Regions from separate parts of the Sparus aurata genome. Here region 2 is linked to region 1. Evidence: chromatin contacts called from public Hi-C data. All regions are on one chromosome and are shown on one strand. The core of a region is the stretch at or near the end of the contact, and the rest is flanking DNA. Distances in the headings are between cores, read along the strand shown. Region 1 holds the start of morf4l1 (mortality factor 4 like 1). Region 2 holds the start of ddb2 (damage-specific DNA binding protein 2).

What was found. A called contact is a pair of places that touch in the nucleus more often than the background predicts.
Region 2: a Hi-C map of an unstated tissue shows a contact between it and region 1, with 4 times the contacts expected there. The contact joins the promoter of ddb2 here to the promoter of morf4l1 in region 1. A contact is called at or near these places in 2 of 2 Hi-C or Micro-C datasets (skeletal muscle and an unstated tissue).

What each region holds. Positions count from the first base shown.
Region 1 is chr8:13,068,906-13,072,439 of fSpaAur1.1, reverse strand. morf4l1 (mortality factor 4 like 1) reads right to left here and starts at 1,978. Exons shown (of 12, transcript XM_030424553.1): 1 at 1,831-1,978; 2 at 543-589; 3 at 382-449; 4 at 201-287. The coding sequence starts at 1,870.
Region 2 is chr8:13,215,468-13,219,193 of fSpaAur1.1, reverse strand. ddb2 (damage-specific DNA binding protein 2) reads right to left here and starts at 2,323. Exons shown (of 11, transcript XM_030426736.1): 1 at 2,172-2,323; 2 at 1,932-2,067; 3 at 1,727-1,836; 4 at 640-831; 5 at 1-144. The coding sequence starts at 2,061. It overlaps LOC115587102 (kinesin-like protein KIF23), which reads left to right and starts at 2,877. Exons shown (of 22, transcript XM_030426734.1): 1 at 2,877-3,002; 2 at 3,259-3,325; 3 at 3,525-3,653. The coding sequence starts at 2,989.

The sequences.
Region 1 (3,534 bases), core at 729-3,228:
CAGTATTCCGTTTCTTTTTTTTTATTCTTCGGATTTCTGTTCCATTCTCTACCATATTCACCAAGCAGAACACCATTACAACATAATTTGTCTGAATTGCTCTTGGTATGGACCTTGCTCATAAGAAAAGTCATTGTAGTGTAATTTGTAAACATTAAAGTTTATAAAAACTGTGATTGAAAAAGAGAGAGTGGACTTACTGATTGGCCCTCTGAAGCTCTTTCTGTTTCTGCAGATTACTGTCCACATACTTAAGCACTCTGCTTTCAGGAACCCATTCGTCCCAGCTGGGAGATAAAACACCAAGACAGAAATCAAGCACTTTGAAAATCTTTGCTGTACACATCTTAAATATTTGATTTGTGTGAACCAAACACTTACTTCTTATTCCACCCGCTGTAATGAATAAAATATTTGATTTGTTTGTCCTTGATGTTTATCTTAACACACTGCAAACAGAGACATAAAGCACTGTCAAGAACTCTTAGAGACACAGAGGAGGATCACATGATCAGAGAATCGGGCTATCTAATGCAGCCTACCTTAGCTTCGTAGAGCAATGGCCCATGAAAACACAGCACTCTTTCACCTGAACAGAGTGTTGGTCAATTAAAGTCAGCAAAGGGCAGTTCAAGTAAAACAAAATTAAAGTGTAAAGACAACTTAACTACTTGCACACACACACACACATCCTAAGGGTTCATGACAGGGCTTAAAATAGACGTAAACATTGTTACACCCTAATTAACACCTTTATCGTTTCGAACTTCTTTCTGATGGTTGGAAGCAAGTTTACAGCTAAGTTTATAAATCAGTTGTAGACACACATGGAGACCTCAAATTATCAATTCAACTGTTGACTATTTTAATAAGTCCAATAATTTAATCTTTAATACCCACAGATATTCATATTACAATTATGATAAACAGAGAAAGGCAGAAAATCCTCACACTGACACAAACATTTTATTCACTTAATCATATGGATGCTGATAATTAAGCTCATTGTTGATTCATTTTATTTAAAATGGTCAATACATAATCAATTAAGCCACTAACAACTTCTGTCATAATGAAGAAATTTACTTCATGATCTTGTTTGGAGAACTTGCAGTGCATTGCATGAAGTTAATTTAGATTTTAATTAAGAGACTTTGAATTAACAAATATTTTTTCTGAGATTCCCTGTACCACTTTAGATAATAACTTGATTCTGACTTTCAACTTTTGGCTTTTTCTTGAGGAATGAATGAACTCAATGATTAACCAATAAATACATGATATACATGCTTACTGACATACTGTACACATCATTTTTTTCTATACAAGAAAGGTTGACAGGCCACACCAACGAGGACCACTCACGTAGTCAAAATGCATAATGCACTTGGTGAATCATTGAAAGAGCTGCAGAAATGCCTGACAGATGACAACAGCAGTTAGCCACACAGCTAGGACTCGGCTAACTGTGAGAACAGAGAGATGGGCGGTGAAATCAATAAGGAGCTAACACTGAATGAAGCTAATACTTTCAGTTAGCTTGTGACAAAAACAACAGAGCTGAAAATTCAAAGCATTTGCGTTGCCGTATGCTACTTCTGACGCTTCAATCTGCCGCAAAGAAAAATGCTTGATATTTAACTAGCGTAGCGCATAAAAATTGACCGAGATCTGTTTTGTGCAACAACAATGAAAGCTAACGATGCTAGCCATTCGGCGGCTGCAGTGTTGTTTCGATCATAAGCTAGCTGACATGTTGGACCTCTCCGGCGACTCCAGCACTGCCTGATAACACGAATCTATCAGAAATGAAAACAGACAACTTGTTACCTTCTTGAAATTTAGGTTTCGGGTCCTGTTTCGGCGCCATTCACGGATTAAACTATCAAAATATGGGAAAAATCGCTAGCTCCCATTCCAGTCTGAAACGGCGCCGCTCTCTAAAAACGTCATAATCGGCGGGATGACGCATTAATACCGCGACCAAAGACAGCGACCGTTTGAATGAACCCCAGTGACGCTGCTGTCTGGTGGAGCTCAGTTTAGAAATACTGAGGTTCTGGTTTCCCAAGCAACATACGTCTGGAAATTTACCAGCAAGCACAAATTGTGTAAAAAGTAATGAATTTACTTACATCATGGTGTAAAAGCTGTTTAAAAACGTCCAGTCATTGATAGGAATATTTAAATCCCCCCAAACAATATATGGAAGCCCATAGTGCACTTTATTAAAATGATTGTGTACGTTTAAAAGTGAAAACGTCATTCCACTATAGCTTTATAATTTTCCACTTTTGTATCTGTTAGAGTAAAATCTGAAATGTATAATTGTATAGGTGTTCTGAAGTTTTCCAGTCCTCTATGGGTTTATATTGTTATTGACTGTAATCTATGTGTAAATGGAGAATGTAAATCCTTCCTGGAATTGAGAAAATACATTATATAAAAAGGCTAGTTGATGAGCTGTCAGTTTGTAAACTAACATGCTATGAAAGTAGAAGATGTTATTTTAATTGCATATGGTTAAGAAAAGTATTATATGACACGTATGATTGAGGACAGTGCTTTTTTAACCACTGAATTATGAGTGGCCTTCGTCGGCATCATGGATTGGTGAAAATCATTTCATCCTGCCTGTGCCAAGAGGCAATTTACAACCTCTGTATCAGAGCCATTCAAGCAGAATGTCTATAAACATTACAATTATGCTACAATATATTTTGTGTCATTTCTTAAATCACAAGGGTTTAAAAAAAAAAAATTCAGTCCTTTGAGTCCTGCTACATCTATTTTTGAAATGGTAAAGTGTTGATGATGAATTAAGAGGTCTCACAGCCTGGTGAATGAAGCTGCTCCACAGCCTTCACCAATGTCACTGACAGATGGGTCACCATGATGTTCTGGGCAGTTTTAATCAATTAAAGAGCCTTCTCGCCCTGGGAACTATGCCAATTGTGAGTCAGGATACTTTCTATCAGTCCTCTGCAAGAGTTGACCAGAATCTTGCTCTGGAATTTAGCCATCCTTAGTTTCCATAGGAAGTAGAGCCTTTTCTGTATTTTTTTTACCGGGATTGGGATGTGTGATGACAAAGATAGGTTCTCAGTGATGGCAATACCAAGGAACCAGTTACCATTCACCTTCCCTATCTCAGCTCCACTGATGTAAACAGAGGTGTGTGTCTTTTCCTCCTTTTTTAAATCCTAAAATCAACAACCAGCTGCTTGGTTTTGCTGATGTTGAGCAAAACCAAGGAGTTGATTAGTTGGCTCTTTTCAAATCAGAGATGGTCTGATGGTCTGAAGTAGAACATCATAATTCCCTGACCTGGTTTTATGTGTATTGTGGTTTTCATTTATTTTCCGCAAGTGTCTCTTTGAACCTTGTAACATTGATCAGGGGTGCAACAGGAGTTTCATAATAACTGCATTATAATGCTCACACCACTTGGGTGTGGAGGGCTTGCAGTGAGGAGCTGGGGATAATAGTGTGGTGCAGCACATCAAACAGAGCCTGGTCAAAAAGCAAAGCACT
Region 2 (3,726 bases), core at 1,074-3,573, 150 kb before region 1:
ACAGTCTTGAGTTCTGGACAGAACGGTGGCTGTGTGTCCCTCAAAGCTCTGCATGGTCAATGTGCCCTCTCCAGAAGCCAGATAGACTTTGGAAAAGTCTGTCGGGCAGAACTTCATCCCTCCGATAAAGTCTCCTGCTCCGTTCTGTGCACAAAAACACAAATGCAGGCCTATCACTGGGCAGTAATTACCACTACACTGCAATATAAATGTGCAGCATTAAATCAATGAGGGGCCGTCTGGAAGAAAAGACTGATGCTGGGCTGACTGAACTCTACGTCCTTTTTTGACTTGAGCTGACAGAAAACAAGGGGACTCAGTCTTACTTCAGCGTGTGTGTGCTGGCAAACACTGTTAGAGTCGTCCCATTGAAATCTCGCAGTGCTGTCGTACCCCCGATAGACGAGGTGAACAGCTGAGTGGGATTTAACGAGTTAAACTTCATGTCTGTAACTGAGTCTCCAGCCCCCATCTAGGCAGAGAACCAATAAGTAACATGAAATACAATTATTAAAAAAAAACTAATTTGCACAGCCTACAATGTAATCTTAATCTTAGTAGTCTTAACAGTGTTGCATAATTAAAAGCATGCAGCTGTGCTGCTGTTACATTTAACCAGATGGTCATGTGGACACTCACCCCTTGAATGAAAGTTTGTTTTGTGGGCGTCTCAAAGTCCCACAGGTACAAGTCGCCGCCTTTGGAGCCCACAGCCAGAGTGGTGGGATGAGTCGGGTGCCACTCCAGACAGGTGATCCTGCGGTCGAAGGGGCTGGTGGCGCCGTGGAAATGATAGGATGAGAGTGAGCGCACAAAAGGTTCCTGAAGACACTGGAGGAGACAACAGATATGCTTTAAATATATTAGGTGGGAAATGTATTTACAACACATGGAGGATCAATATACATTAACATGGCCAATACATAAAAATTGGCCACCTTGAATTCATACTCAGGGGCAGCAAATCTCAAGAGTAACTGCTAACTGCTGCTAACTGTGCTCTGTTTATGCATCCCTGACTGTAGCTACAGTTAGCGTGTTGGCTCTGTTAGCCGTGCAGCTAACAGGACTAACAGGGGAGTGCTGGAGTTTACACAGCGAGCGCAGTAGCATTTAGTTATTTTATGAATGTTTACAACAAAGATTCTTACATATTGTACATTTAATCGCTAATTATTTCAATTAGAACAGACTCTGCAAAACTCACAGCCACAGGGAGGGTAGCAGGCAGAGACACACAGTGCTCCTCATCAAAAGAGATGATGAGTTGATCATTGGCTTTCTGTTCATAAACTTGTTTGTTTGGACTGAATCGCAATATTAACTGAAATGCTAATATGACCTGTGTCAAAATCTAGTTCTCTAAGGTCTCTGCTTATATGTCACAATAACAACAAATACAGAGCCAGGTCCTATATGAAAATACTTTGCACATGTGCAGGAATGGGAGAAACAGGGGTTATAAGAGGCAGCTCATTTTTACCCCAGTGAATGTTATTGCACTATAACAAGTTAATCGGGCCATGAATATGTTTCTACATAACAGAAAATACTGTACACACAGGCCTACACCATGCACACTTGCACAGTCATCTATAGTAACAGTGTTGCATATGGACAACTTGCACAACTTTCACATACAAGTAGTAGCAGCAGTAGTAATGCAATGTAGCAATATCAGTTCCTGTTTTTGGTCCCTCTGTCCAGCCTGTGAGTGAAGCCTCACCTGTCTCATCTGTGAGTGCAGACTTTGCCCCAGTGTGCTCTTGTAAATGTAGTGCAGGATGCTCCCATACCCAGTCCTCTTCTGGACTGCTGCAGGTTTGAGAGAAGGCCCTGCAAGACACACAAACCAAACTGTCATGACAGGGCATGAGGTACATGTCATGATCAATATCGCCAACGACAGCTGTCCCGTCGGGGTTGCACACCTTGTTTGGATTTCTCTCCATCTTTCTTGTCTCGTAGTTTTTTGGAGAGGGTCGTCGCAGAGCTCTCCCCGGCTCTTTTCTTCATTTTACCCTTTGGTTCGGACGCATCTGACTTCGTCGGTCTTTTCATTTCTCCCTTTAAAAACACACGACGAATCTTAACGTGCAACACAACACTGAGGCTTTCACTCGACAGTTTATCATTTAACAGCACCAATGAAGTAAAATCAATCTACTCACCTGTGATTTTCAATGTTTGGAGCTGTACACTCAGAGCAGGACTTTTACTGTTTGCATAACGCAGCAGTACACGTGAGTGGCTGCAAAAGTGGGTGTTTTGTAACGTGTGTGTGTGTGAGACCGCCTGTGGACGGTAGGTGTCAGTGTTGATCTACCAATAACCATCAGCGCAGACCATGTTTGGTGTTTAGGCAGGACTCCAACATGATGTCAGATCAGCTGTCTTTTTTCAGAGGCTTTATGTAGCCTAATAAAAAAAGAGAAAGCAACACACTTATTTTGTGTTGCAGCGGTCATACTAATACATTAACATGGTTAGTAAAATTTTAAGATTGAGGGTTTTACAACAGCAACAACAACAAATACAAAAACATTGCATTGCCAAAACAATTGAAAAAAAAAACAATAACAAAAGCATGTACATTGCTAAAGTAAGTGCGAAAGACTACCTACAAAAAAATAAACTTAAACATAAAGAAGTTGGTTTTGTTACCTGAAAGATGTGTACATATACAAATTGATCCAAAGATGGCTTAAGATAAAAAAAGCAGATGTTAAGTAAAAAAAAATCTATCTATCTATCTATCTATCTATCTATCTATCTATCTAATAATAATAATAATCATAATAGGTTGCATATTTGACACTTTTGCGGTTCCGCTGGTAGTTTCCATAAAATTCTCGGAAGTGTCGGCGGAAACACGTGATCGGTTGTTATGGAATCTGATTGGCTGCTGCCGCCTCGTTCTCCGGAGGGAAAGTTCAAAATTGTAGCAACAGGAACGGACAAACTAACGATACAAGAAGCAGAGCAACAATGATCAAACAAGCGTAAGTACAGTTTAATGTTGCTTTTTTTTACCGGATGTAAAGTATCCTTTATCCTAATCTCACATGTCGTGTTGGAATTTAGCTTGGCCGCTTTTAAACGGAATCCAAACAAGAGTTTGTTGGTTAGCTTAGTCGTAACGTTAGCCTGAGGCTAATAAGCCGTATAGCAGCCCGTGGCTTTGTTAACGCTTCATCGCTTTACTGTAATCAAAGGCTAACAATACACTGTGCTAATGAAAGATGATTCATGTTTCAGGAAGGGTAAAACTCCCCGCAGGCCTCCTCCTAAGAAGCCACCCAACAACCAGAAAGACCCGGTTGGGGTAAGTCACTGCGTTGTTCAGTAATTATTATTTGGCAGACACAAACTGCACGTTAGCATTCAATAACAACCCCAATGCTTGCCTAACGTTAGTTTCACATTACAGTATGTTCATAATCTAATGGATTTCCACAGAGTGACGTTCATTAAGGAGTTAACACGTCCTCCTGAAGCACACTTGACTGATGTATTTTCCCCAGGTGTACTGTCGTGTACGGCCCCTGGGTGCGGAGGACGAGGAGTGCTGCATTGAGGTCATCAGCAGCTCCACCATCCAGCTACACGCACCCGAAGGCTTCAAAACAAACAGAAATGGAGAGTACAAAGAGGTAACACATCTAGTGGACTTGGACTGTTTATGTTCACCTCCTTTGTTCTAGTACTTGAGGGAAATAGCAGAGG